3 separate regions of the Sus scrofa genome follow, and all the other regions are linked to region 1. The links are chromatin contacts, called in public Hi-C and HiChIP or PLAC-seq maps. All regions are on one chromosome and are shown on one strand. The core of a region is the stretch at or near the end of the contact, and the rest is flanking DNA. Distances in the headings are between cores, read along the strand shown. Region 1 holds the start of TGIF2 (homeobox protein TGIF2). Region 2 holds the start of NDRG3 (protein NDRG3). Region 3 holds the start of DSN1 (DSN1 homolog, MIS12 kinetochore complex component).

Region 1 (3,927 bases), core at 292-2,791:
TTGTGGAATTGGTACCATACAACCAATTCCTGGATATCCGTCCACCCAATAACTCCAACCCACCCACAATCTCTCAGACTGACAAAACTCCAGACGACATCACACCAGTGATCAGTTTTTAACCCTAACTGGCCAGCCACAGCACCGACCTGCAGCCACTCCGGCACGAACTTTCTGACAACTCCCCCAGCTCCGTCGACACTCCCCCGGGCCAAGCACTCACGCTGCATTCCCAGCAGTTCACACAAAGCGCGCAGCCTCCCCCGCGGCCCAGACCCGACCTGGAGCACATGGCTCCCTGGGCGGCCGAGAATCGGCCTGCGCTCGGGGCGCCAGCACACCTCAGTCCCCCACCCCGCATCCGTCTCGGAGCTTCAGTTGCCCCGCGGGCCAGAAATCCCTCTGGGGCGGGGGCTCTGGAAGAAAGAAAACTCACGTGTCTGTCCCGGGGCAGGAAAAAGTTTGGTTCCCACCCCCTTCCCCCGCCACACGGCGCTGGCTGACTCTTCGGGGCGCGGGGCCGGCCGAGCCTGCGCGCTCGGCTTTGTGCTCCGAACTCGGCCCGGAGGGGGAGGGGAGGGGGCTGGGCTCCCACCTCCGCACCGCCCCCCCCAACCCTGCGCCCAGACTCCATGTTGGCCGCCCCCTGCCCCGGAGACTGCGCGTTTCCCCCGCGGGAGGCTCGGCACACGCTTCGCCTGTCCGAGGGTCCCGGCACGCATAAACTTTCTTCGGGTAGCCGGCCCCACGCGCCCCGTTTCCTTGGCCCGCCTGGGAGTGACAGATGCCTCAGAAACAGACTTTCCTTTGTTCCAAAGGAAAGGGGAACTCGAGCGGGCTCCCGCCCCCCCCACCAGCTCCGGGACCTTCCCGCTGCCCCCACCCGCAGCTGTCACTCTCGGGGGCCCCTCCCCGGCTCAGCCGCGGCGGGGGGTTGGGGGGGACTGCCGGCGGTTAGCAACGTGCACTTTTGAAACCAAACAAACCCGCCCCCCCCGTGCGTTCACCCCGGCCCGGGGCCGGGGCGGCCCTCTCCCCGGGTAGGATCCTAGGGAGCTGGGTCCCCCAAAAGGGCCCCGAGCCAACTTCCTCCAGGGGGGTGGGACAACCCCTCAACGGGCCCCGCCAACACACCGCAGTCGGGACTCACAAACACACCAGAGCTCACACACCCACAACCGCACGCGCTAGGACGACGCCCCCTCCCCCGCTCGGCCGAGAAAAAAAACTTTCCAAGTTGACCGCGCGCCCCCCGCCCCCATCTGCCCCCGCTCCTGCGCCCCGCACTGACTTTTCCCAGCGGCTTTTCCGTCCACGCGGCCTGGGGCTGGGTCCCGGGCGTCCCGGCAGAGGGCGGGGGGCGCCGGGGGAGCGCGCCGCGTACCTGCCGGGCCTGACACTCGGCCTGACAGCTCGCGGCTGGAAAGCACCTCGCGCCCTGACGTCAGATCCCCTCTCCTCCCCTCCGCGCTCTCCTCGCCCTCCCCCACCCGCCGGGAGCGAGAAAACAAACTTTGTGCGGAGCGCGGTGAGCTACGCCCACCCCCCGAGGGGCGGGCCAGCGGCAGCGAGGGGCTTTGCCCCGCCCACCGCACCCGGAGGGGGCGGGGCCGGGAGGGCACCTTCTTCCTGCGCCCACCCCCACCCTCAGGAATGCCACATGGCCTTCGTAGAGGAGTGGTGGGAACGTAGATCGGGATAGTCCGCTTGGGGGCAGGAAGTGGCCCGTTCCTCCTTTCGGAGAGCATTTCCGGAGCGCCTACTGTGTGCTCCATTCTGGGGGTGAGGGCCGTTACGGAGAGGAGAATTAATGCAAATCTTGATGTTTGTTAGTCCGCTCCCTTCATCAGGACCTCCCGCCGGCGGTTTGATTTTTCCCATTGCACGGAAAGGAAACTGAGGCCCCGTTAGTCCAGGGATTTAATCCCAGCTGGTAAGAAACGGGGTTTGAATGCGACGCCTGTTCTGCCCCTAGGGGCTCATAGAGTCGGGTAGAAAGGTTTCTTGAGCATTACCCCAAAGCATGTAGCCCCAGGGTCTATCACGCAAGGCAGCCAGAGCTGAAAACAGCCAATGTTTAAGGAGTGTTAATACGCAGTGACCATTAAGCGAGGCACTGCGTGTGTATCACCCTCAGATGATGGGGTAGGTGCTGTTACATGTCCTGTAAGTCCTCGGTTTGCTCATAAGCTGCTCTTGACTTTGCTCCTTGTCTCACAGTCAACCAGAGTTATTCAGCCCAGGTGGGTACCACAGTGGAGGCCAAGTCCTTATCTGATTGAGCCGGCCCTTGAAGGAGGCAGACCACCTGTCAAGGAGCCCTCGGGGCTCCTGGCTGCTTTCTTTTCTTTCTTTCTTTCTTTCTTTCTTTTTTTTTTTTGCTTTTTAGATGGTGTCTTTCTTCTTTGCCCACAACACCTAACTCCAGGACAGTTCTCTTGGTCTTCTCCAGCCCTGCTAGCACTCTCTTCCCTGCTCTTTGCTCTCTGTTCCGCATACTGTGAAATACCTGTTGACCAACCTATTGGCCTTCCTAGAAGACTTTGTGCCCTGCAGAGCGAAGCACAGAATCAGCCTAAAAATCGGCAAGGCCTTTTCTGGGCCTCTGGTTCCTCATCTAACCCCAGATATTTAGGGCCGTTGAGCTTGGAAATCAGCAGCTTTGCAATAAATGGCTTTTGGTCTTAACTGTGCTTAAACTATGGATAACTCTGAAAACAAAAATTTAGTTGGCTCCCCAGGCCCTAAGCCAATCAGAATGCTGATGATGATTGTTAAGGTGCACCTGGACTCCCCATTGAGGGCAGACCAATCTGCAAATGCTTAGAACTTCGTCGGCCACACTACTCTCCTTACAGCAATCCCAGAGGGTCAGTGCCGCTGCATTGCACTCTCCATTTCACAGATGGGGAAACTGAGGCCCAGAGTGGAGACCCCAAACAATTTCTTGGGAAAGTGATGCTCTGTCTATAGCCTTCTGAGAGAAAGAGGAAGGCTTGAGGAGTCTCAGGTAAGAAAGGTAAAACTTCAGGGCCCTGATCACTAGAATCACAGAGCATGTGTGGGATAGGGGACTTAGTGGGGGACCTGAAGGGCAGCCAGATGAGCCAGGAGATGTGACTGTCCCTGGTACTTGGTGCCAGGCATTGCACTCTGAGAGCCGGACTCTGCCCATTTTGGGAAAGCCACTGACCCTGGGCTGGAGCCCAGAGACCTCCCTGCAAATTGGGGCAGCAGAAGCCCCCTAGGCCAGTGCTTCCTAAGTCTTGTGCTAGACGAGGTTCACTGGGGCAAATGGAAGAGAGCAGCTCATTCCTCCTTTTAGCCTGCAGTGGTGCCACCTGGGAGCTGAATAGCAAAGTTGCTTCTGGAGCCCCTCCCCAGACTTCCTGGAGGGGGAAGGGGCAATTTGGGGTTTAGAGGGAGGCTGGTGGTGTGTCATGATTGTGCATTGTAAACAGATTCCCCAGGTGAAGCATAATAGTAGGTTTGAGAATTCCTATGTAAAGTTTCTCAACTAGTTAAGTATCAGGATTTAAAATGTGTGCATCCTTTAAGCCAGTAAGTCTACTTCTAGGAATCTCTCTCAAGCAATAATTGCAGAATAAAGATGAATGCTTATACAAGATTGTTCTTTGCAGCACTATTTATTTTGATGGAAAATTTCAAAGAGCTACATGTCTCACACCTCTCTCACTGGGAGCTGACTGCTTACAGCCTTCTGGGACCTCTGCACAGCAGGATGTTGTGACGGGGTAAGTCTGAGCACTAACCTGGGGGATGGCCAAGGTGTACTTATTATAACACTTGCAATGTCCTAGCAAGAAGGGGCTTTGAATATACCTGGGGAGAACTTTCATGAGAAAACTTTTTCCAACTAGGAAGTCTTTTGTTTTTGTTTTTTTAATGGCTGCACTAGTGGCATAT
Region 2 (3,621 bases), core at 292-2,791, 150 kb before region 1:
AAACCATGGGAGAGCCAAAATAGAAAATACATAAATAAATAAAGAAGTAGAAAAGAAAAGAAACAACAGTTTAGTGATAAAACAGAGTCCCAGTTCCTTCTCAAGGGCTACACATAACAATCTGACACCTGTCTTAGAGTTGTTATGCAGAAACAAAGACACCCCACCCCCACCCTGTGGCAGAAGTGACTACGTGCTGACCGCAAGTATGTAGACCCCAGACTGGTTGGAACCAGAGGGTTGATGATTAAGTTTCCTGAAACACCACTTTGTTACCTGACCACCAACCAGTCAGAAGAAAGTTGGGACCTCACTCCAAACATTGCCTTTAAAAATCTGTTCCCTGAAAGCCACTGGGGCCTTTTGAATACAATCTGACTTTCTTGCTCCATCCTGCAAGAAATCTTTCTCTGCTCCAAATTCTGGTCTATTACTTTGTTTGGCCTCACTGTGAGTGAGAAACATGGACTTGGATTTGACAACAGGCTCAGTGCTTTCTGGTGCAACATGTTGTCATTCATAGTATGTATTTTGTTCATGTCCTCCACCCACAAACTTAATGCCTTTTCGGTCTTTTTTTTTTTTTTTTTCCTGCATCTGCAGCATGTGGAAGTTCCAGGGACCAGGGATCATCAAACCTGAGCGAAAGCAGAGACCTGAGCCAGTACAGTGACAACACTGGGTCCTTAACTGTCTGGGCCTCCAGGGGAACTCTCTGCCTTTTCACTCTTAACCAAAAACTTTTTTTTTTTTTTTTTTTTGTCTTCTTTCCTTTTTCTAGGGCTGCTCCCGTGGCAAATGAAGTTTCCCAGGCTAGGGGTCTAATCGGAGCTGCAGCCACCAGCCTACACCAGAGCCACAGCAACACCAGATCCAGCGGCATCTGCAGCCTACACCACAGCTCACAGCAATGCTGGATCCTTAACCCATGAGCAAGGCCAGGGATCGAACCTGCAACCTCATGGTTCCTAGTCAGATTTGTTAACCACAGAGCCACGACGGGAACTCCAACCAAGCATTTTTATGTGCATCATGGCTCTAACTATTGCAGTTTGCACACATTTTTTTCCCTTATTTACAATTTCGCGATTAGAAAACTCATGGCAGATCTTAGTAACCTCATCAAACAATTTCCTTTCCTAATTGATAACTTTGACCTTTTTATTTAAAGGAAGACCTTTATGGCTTCGCTTTGGCTTATCCAAAACCAACAATTCTACTTTTGCACTTTGGGGTCCTTATAAAGTAAAATAAGGATTAGCTGAACACAAACACTGCAGTAACCAATTGATTTAATAACAGAGGCGGCCACTAAGTGATTAAGGAGCAGGTGCCATATATAAGGAACGTGTATTATGCTGAACCAAGAGATCATTTACTTGCTCAGGTGGGAGGGAGCTGAGATTTCATCACATTTCTCAGAACAGCACAGTATTTTAAAACTTACGAACTACTAGTTTACTTTCCATGCAATACTTTCAGATCGAAGTTGGCCAGGAGGAATTGAAACCACGAACAAGAACGGCAATTATTCTACCTTGAAGATGGCGCCAGCTCAGGCACCATCTTCGTAGTTCCCCGGGCGGGCATAATGCTCATGCGCCGCCAGGCCCACTCAGTGCGCCTGCGCGCCGCGGAGCTTTTCCCCCGCCCAACTCGCGCCGCCGGGGCTGCTGAGCTGACGGCGGCTGCCGGAGCCTCAGGTGAGTGAACGCCTCAGCCCGGCTGGCGCGGGGGGAGGGGGTCAAGCCGTGCTACCGCGGGGTCGTTGCTTCCCTTGCCTTCTCTTTCCCAATCTCATCTTCCCAGAGCGGCCGGGCACCAGTCAGCGCTGCCAGCCTCCTCCGGGTGCTAGGGCTCCCTCCGCCCTCCTCGCCTGAGGGCTCCGGGGCAATCTGGCCTCTCTCGGTCGCTCTCCACCTGGGCGGTGGGGGCCCGCGGCAAACCCGCCGTCTACAGCGTGCAGGCGGCAGCGGCCGCACCTCTCGGTGCCCAGGACCTCAGTTTCAGGGACCCGCCGCAGACGCGACCCCTTTTCCTGCAGGCGGTGGAGCTCGGTGGGCCTCGGGGTCGGGCATTCGTCTACCCCGTCCGCCCGGGAGCCGGGGGGCTTGGAAGATGGGCCGTGAACTACCCTTGCATCCGGGGTGTGGGGGGGTTGTTGGAGGGTCTTGGTGCCCTAAAGAATACCCTCTGGCTGGACCCCCGCGACTACCATGCGAGGGAGGGGCTTCTTAGCCCCACTTTAGAGATGAGGAAACTGAGGCACAGAGAGGTGAGGTGCCCTGCCCAAGGTCACGCGCCAGACGAGAGGCTGGAATGGCTCTTGAACTCAGGGTCTGGGGCTCTCAGGCCAGCGCGGTTGGAATTGGATCTTGTACCTTTAAAACAATTTGAAATACACCTGCATCTCTGGAGTTGCTTCTTCAACGTCATAAAAGTAGGCTGCAAAAACAGTATTTTCTTGTGGTTAGAGTACAATTGAGTTGTTAGTGTAATAATAGTAATAGCGATATTATTAATAACTCACGTTCATCCAGCGCTTGCTGTGTGCCAGGGACCTTGCTAAACATTTTAAGATTATCTCAGTACCTTAGCGCTTCGCCATCTGATGCGTCCTTCTTTTTATGCAGCCTTTTTTCTGCAGAGCTAGTCTTCCTGTCACAGGTAGACTAGGAGCTTCATGGCTTAGGAGGCAAGAAAGCTCTCTCACGGTGGCTTACTGGCAGAACAGGGGTAAGCCTTGTCTGTCTGCATCCAGATTTTGTCCCCGGAGGATATTATTGGCTTTGCTTTTCTGGCTGCCGGGAGACCAACACTGGGATAGCTGGGATGGTTGAATTTGGAGGTGACAGAGCAAATCTAGTGAGCACTCCCCTTATCCTGGGGCTTTCTGGCTTTGTTCCAATGCTAGGCTTGAACATCTCATTTAAAATAAAGTAAAAAGGGAAAGAGAGCATTGACAAAGTAGTGCTGGATAAAAGAAGCCTCACTGATTTAAAGTCCCAAAGGGACAGCTATAAAAATATGTGAATGTTTCTTCCCCAGAATACTAGCACAAACTGGTGCCCCACCCCCCGCCCCTGCAAATCCTCCTACACAGTTCAAAGGCACCTTTTCTGTGAAGCCTTCCTTGCTTGATTTTCTCAATTAGAATCACACACACACTTGCCCTTAGTGTTACCCTTAGGACCATTAGCCCCTTGAGGTCAGGGACCATCTTTGCAGCCCCAGTTGCTTGGCTCATAGTAGGCCCTTGGTAAAGACTCAGTGAATTTCCACTGCTCCTTTTCATTGCTTAAAGAGTGATGTTTTCCTGCTGCCCTTCAATTTCTCTTTGCTGTCCTTCTCTTTAGGTTCAACTTCTGGTCATCACCAGCCACTCAGAGGTCTCTAGTCCACCCTGCTGTGTCTGAAAATTTGCAGAAAAGGGTCCTATATCAGGAAGGCTGTTTATTGTTTATATCCAACAGTGGAGTTGGTTTATGTCACTTAAGTGTACAGGCAGTTTTTATTTCCATGTTCCACTAAGGTAGCCTGAGCCTTATAGATTTTTAATCTATCCCTAAATACATGTAAGATTCAGTTTTACATTCTTTTGCCTTTTGTGGCTGATTGCCC
Region 3 (4,126 bases), core at 833-3,332, 180 kb before region 1:
TAGATGTGGGTTAATTATCTACTACAGTATAATTCATTATCCCTAAACATTTATTTTATCACAGATGCTATGGGTTAGGAATTCAGAAGCTGAATAGTTCTGACTCAGGGTCTCCTGAAGTTGCAGTCAAGGGTTAGCAGTCATGTGAAGGCTTGACTGGGGCTGGGAGGTCCATTTTGCAAGGTGTCTCACTCATATGCTTGGCAAGTCAGTGTTGGCAGGAGGCTCAGTTCCTCCCCCATGTGGACCTCTCCATAGGGCTGCTTGTGCAGCCTCACAACATGGCAGTTGACTTCCCTCAGAGTAAGTGACATGCAAGAAAGCAGGGTAGAAGTTACAATGTCTTTTATGACTAAGTCTTGAAAATCACACACTATCATTTCTGCAATATCTTGTTGGTTGTACAGATTAGCCCTATTCTTTGTGGGAGAGAACTATATATGGGCATAAACACCAGGAAGTGAGGGTCGTTAGGGGCCATCTTGGAAGCCAGTTACCCCATGAAAATTATACAAATCTCTTTTTTGAGATTCTAACAACAGCCATGCCTGTCCTAGGTAATGAGGATAACAATATATGGGCCTGAGGAATCATGAAAGGCTGCAGAGGGACATGTGAACTGATATCTATCCTTGAGCTGTTGACCAGATGAAGGAGATAGTTGTGTGTTGTAGGCAGAAGACTGAGAGGAGATGCTCCAGGGAGAGGGAACAGCATGTGTGAAAGCAGAGCAGAACTGGAGAGCTGAAAGAAGTCACTGACACAGGGAGTAATGAAACAGGCTAGGTCAGGTCACACAGTGCCTTAGGAGGGAAGGAATGCCCACATCCTATGGACAGTAGAGAGCCATGGAAGAAATGAAAGCAGTCAAAGTACATAAAGAATGTATTGGATCTGGATTCCATGAAGCAAGATACTCACCTTGGTCCCAGGACAGCCAGTTCTGGCTGGGTTCTGTTCTTGGGACATGGACAAGGGAGTAGTTAAAAGGGGTAGGGTGGACATAGAAGGAACTCGGTCCCAGAAAGAGATATTCAGAGAGCAAAGAGCAAATCTCTGCTTTCAGATGGCTGTTGAGAGCTAATATACTGGAACCACAGGATGGAAATTTCAGGAAGGCAAATTTCTGCCTACCACCAGGAAACTTTTCCAAGGACCACAGCTGCTGTGGAAAGATGACCACAGTCACATTCCAGCTGCTGCTCACCAACCCTTCTTTTAGATTTTGTGGACTGCTTGTAATTCAACACTTGGAGGTCTCAGGTCTGAAAGGACTGCACATGTAAGGGGTCATTCTGATGGCATCATGGTGAGATCTGGAAGCCCTCAAGCCAGCAAGGGATAGTGGACCAGGCCCACACGGGGCTCCTGGGAGCACAGAAAGGGCATCTACTTTTCAGCCTAGGGCCTCAGAGAAGGCTCTGAGATGAATCCTCCGCTGAGGCTTAAAACTGGAGAAATTCGCCAGGAACAAGCAGAGAAGGGCTTCCCAGGCAGAGAGTGAACAGCTTGAGCAAAGGAGCAGAAACAACAGGGGTGGAGAGAAGAGTGGCAAGCAGTTTGGGGAGGGGGTGACCTGCAATGAGGCTGCAAAGGAGAATTCCTGAACTTTGCCAAGTACTGAAGGGGCCGCAAAAGGAGAAAATGTGCTAGAGCGGGACTGGAAGAAGTGCTCCCAGTCTGCCCTGAGAGGGTCACGGTCCACATTTTTTAGAGTTAAGAAAATAAAAGGAAGGGGGATCATGGGTTCATCATTGCCCATCCGCTAAAGCACTGTAAGTACCTCTCTGGGCCTCTGTCTTCCCCTCTTAGAAAGACTCTGGGCACATCCTGCGCAAAGGACCCGACCCTATGACGTAACCTAGTTAGTGACTCCCTGGGCGTGGCGGAGCTGAGAAGGTGGGGACTGTGGCCGGCCAACTCTGGGCGGGGAAAGACTTCAACAAAGGGGGCGGAGCTCGTAAAAGGCTTGCACTCCAGTTTGCGCATGCACTTTGAGGGAAAGCTAGCGTTGTGCGCCTGCGCCTGCGCGTGCGCGAGTCAGGGAAGCCGCCAGCGGCGCATGCGTCCTTGGCCGGCGGGAGTTTTACTAGGGGCAGGGTTGGCGCCGGCGGGTATTTAGGGCCGCGGACCCAGACTGGAAAGTAGTAGCGTACTTGCGCGGGCCGTCCGGAAGTAACTCGGCATCGCGGAGAGATACCTGAGGCCTTGTGTTTCGAGAACGGAGACTCAGTGCTGGACAGGCGTCGCTTTGAGGTCAGGAAGTAGTAGAACTCTCCCTGGACGCGGTCCGGCCCACTATCGCAGTAGCCTCTTAGGGGTTGGACCCCTCTCGGCCCAGACGCGATCCCACCAGTCGCCAGCGCCCGACAGCAGGACTGTGGGGGCGGGAGGGAGCATTGCCATCTCCCGGCGAGATGAAGCCTGAGGGGGGGCAGCTCCTCATTCGGTGCCTGTTTGCAGAGCCCACGGTCTAGACTCTAGAACAGTGGTTGAGGGTTAGGGGTGGGTCACAATTTGGTTCGAATTTCGCCCCTGCTCTAGGCTGGCTGCATAACAATTTGGAGCCAGACTTTTGACCCTCTGCACCTCAGTTTCTCTATCTGCAACGTGGAATTAATGATGGTTCTTAGCAAGCAGTGGGAAGGACTAAATGGGATAATGAGGCAAAGCCCTAGCATATAGTAAGCCCTTAACAAGTCACTGTTGTTGGTTTCATCTAGTGATACAGTCGAAATTGTGGTGATTTAGATCTTTGACCCACCCCTTGTCCTGTGTTGTGTCTCCACATACATTCATTTCTCTTTTCTAAGCACCCCACCACCACCCCCAACATGCAGATTTCTGCTGGGGAAAGGGGGAAGCATGGAAGATGCACAGAGATGCCTCAGTCATGTCCCTGCCCTCTTCCAGTGAGTCAGTTGTCTGTGACAGGCACTAGAAATAGTCTGGCTGGGGAGACAGACATAAACAGACTGTACAGCCAGTGCTAGGGAGACCTAGGGGTGGAGCAACCGACTGTACCAAAGAGAAGTGGTGTGAAAGTTCACACCTGAGCTAGATTGAGAGGGATGAGTAAGTCTGACAGGCAGTGAATGCAAAGATTCCACAGTGGTGTGTGAAATGGGACGGCAGGAGAAAACAGGAATGGTTGGTTGGGACTGGCTTCTGGAAGGTGTTGAGTTCACTGGAAGAATCTCTGCTGCTGTCTAAAGAATGAATTGGAGAGGAGCACTGTTGCATGTATGAAAACTAGTGGAGAGGCTGTTAGACTCCTGTGGGGAGGAGGTGATAGAAATTATGGGACCTGAACTAAATTGATAACTGGTGACGGAGAAAAATTTTACAGGCCTTTGGATCTGGAGAATTAATGCTGATGTGTTTTTTTTCATGTTTTGATGACTGTGTAGATCCTACTGCCATCAACTGAATTAATGGAATTAGGGTCTCGTTAAAAACAAAATAATTGGGAGATAAGATGGAGCATGTGTTAAGGGAGTTATGAGTATTTCTAGATAAATTCTGTAGAAATTCAGAACAGGAGGTGATGAGTCCTGCAGATACTCTCTGGAGGAGGAGGGTGAGGTGGGATTGAGCTAGGTCTCATCAGGCAGGTAGAATTTTGTGGAGCAGAGAGGGGGGCAAATCAAAGAGACTGGAAAACACAAGGCCTGTTTTGGGATAGAAAAGTCTTAGCAAGGCTGGGACTGAAATGAGCACAGATCATCTCATTTTCCCATATTCAGGGTTCTTCACCCAGGATGACTTCTGGATCAGAGATTGTAGAAGGTGAGTATTGTGGTGAAATTCTGCTCTTCTTGCCTTGGGTTTAGGTTCCTGAGCTCTACCTGCTTTCCTGACTCCTGGTGGATTTGAAATTACCTGTTCTCATATTTGCAGAGATGCTTCCTCAATATTTCCATGATCTGGGGCATATGTTTTCTTTTTCCACTTTTTGCACAGATACCTAGTTGTGATGGGTTTGATTCTGTGTTTTGGCTTTTTTATAATAAGTGCTAGAAGAGGAACCAGTGACGTCTAAGACTCATGATCATCAACTGGAATCAGATCCTAACACTGTGGAAGCCTGTAGTAAACCGCCTGCCTCCCTGGAGATGACCGAAGG

Evidence for each region. A called contact is a pair of places that touch in the nucleus more often than the background predicts. HiChIP or PLAC-seq counts read pairs in DNA pulled down with a chosen protein or histone mark.
Region 2: a Hi-C map of heart right ventricle shows a contact between it and region 1, with 2.7 times the contacts expected there. The contact joins the promoter of NDRG3 here to the promoter of TGIF2 in region 1. A contact is called at or near these places in 2 of 47 Hi-C or Micro-C datasets (embryonic fibroblasts and heart right ventricle) and 1 of 2 datasets of contacts at active chromatin or transcription factors (alveolar macrophages).
Region 3: a contact with region 1 is called in an H3K27ac HiChIP or PLAC-seq map of alveolar macrophages. The contact joins the promoter of DSN1 here to the promoter of TGIF2 in region 1. A contact is called at or near these places in 1 of 5 promoter capture datasets (fetal liver) and 1 of 2 datasets of contacts at active chromatin or transcription factors (alveolar macrophages).

Annotation. Positions count from the first base shown.
Region 1 is chr17:39,838,263-39,842,189 of Sscrofa11.1, reverse strand. It overlaps TGIF2 (homeobox protein TGIF2), which reads right to left and starts at 1,541. Exons shown (of 3, transcript XM_021077897.1): 1 at 1,292-1,541. It overlaps LOC110257438 (a long non-coding RNA gene), which reads left to right and starts at 1,632. Exons shown (of 4, transcript XR_002340023.1): 1 at 1,632-1,933; 2 at 3,642-3,755.
Region 2 is chr17:39,985,674-39,989,294 of Sscrofa11.1, reverse strand. It overlaps NDRG3 (protein NDRG3), which reads left to right and starts at 1,541. Exons shown (of 16, transcript XM_021077356.1): 1 at 1,541-1,703.
Region 3 is chr17:40,015,312-40,019,437 of Sscrofa11.1, reverse strand. DSN1 (DSN1 homolog, MIS12 kinetochore complex component) reads left to right here and starts at 2,082. Exons shown (of 11, transcript NM_001243366.1): 1 at 2,082-2,256; 2 at 3,747-3,789; 3 at 4,015-4,126. The coding sequence starts at 3,762.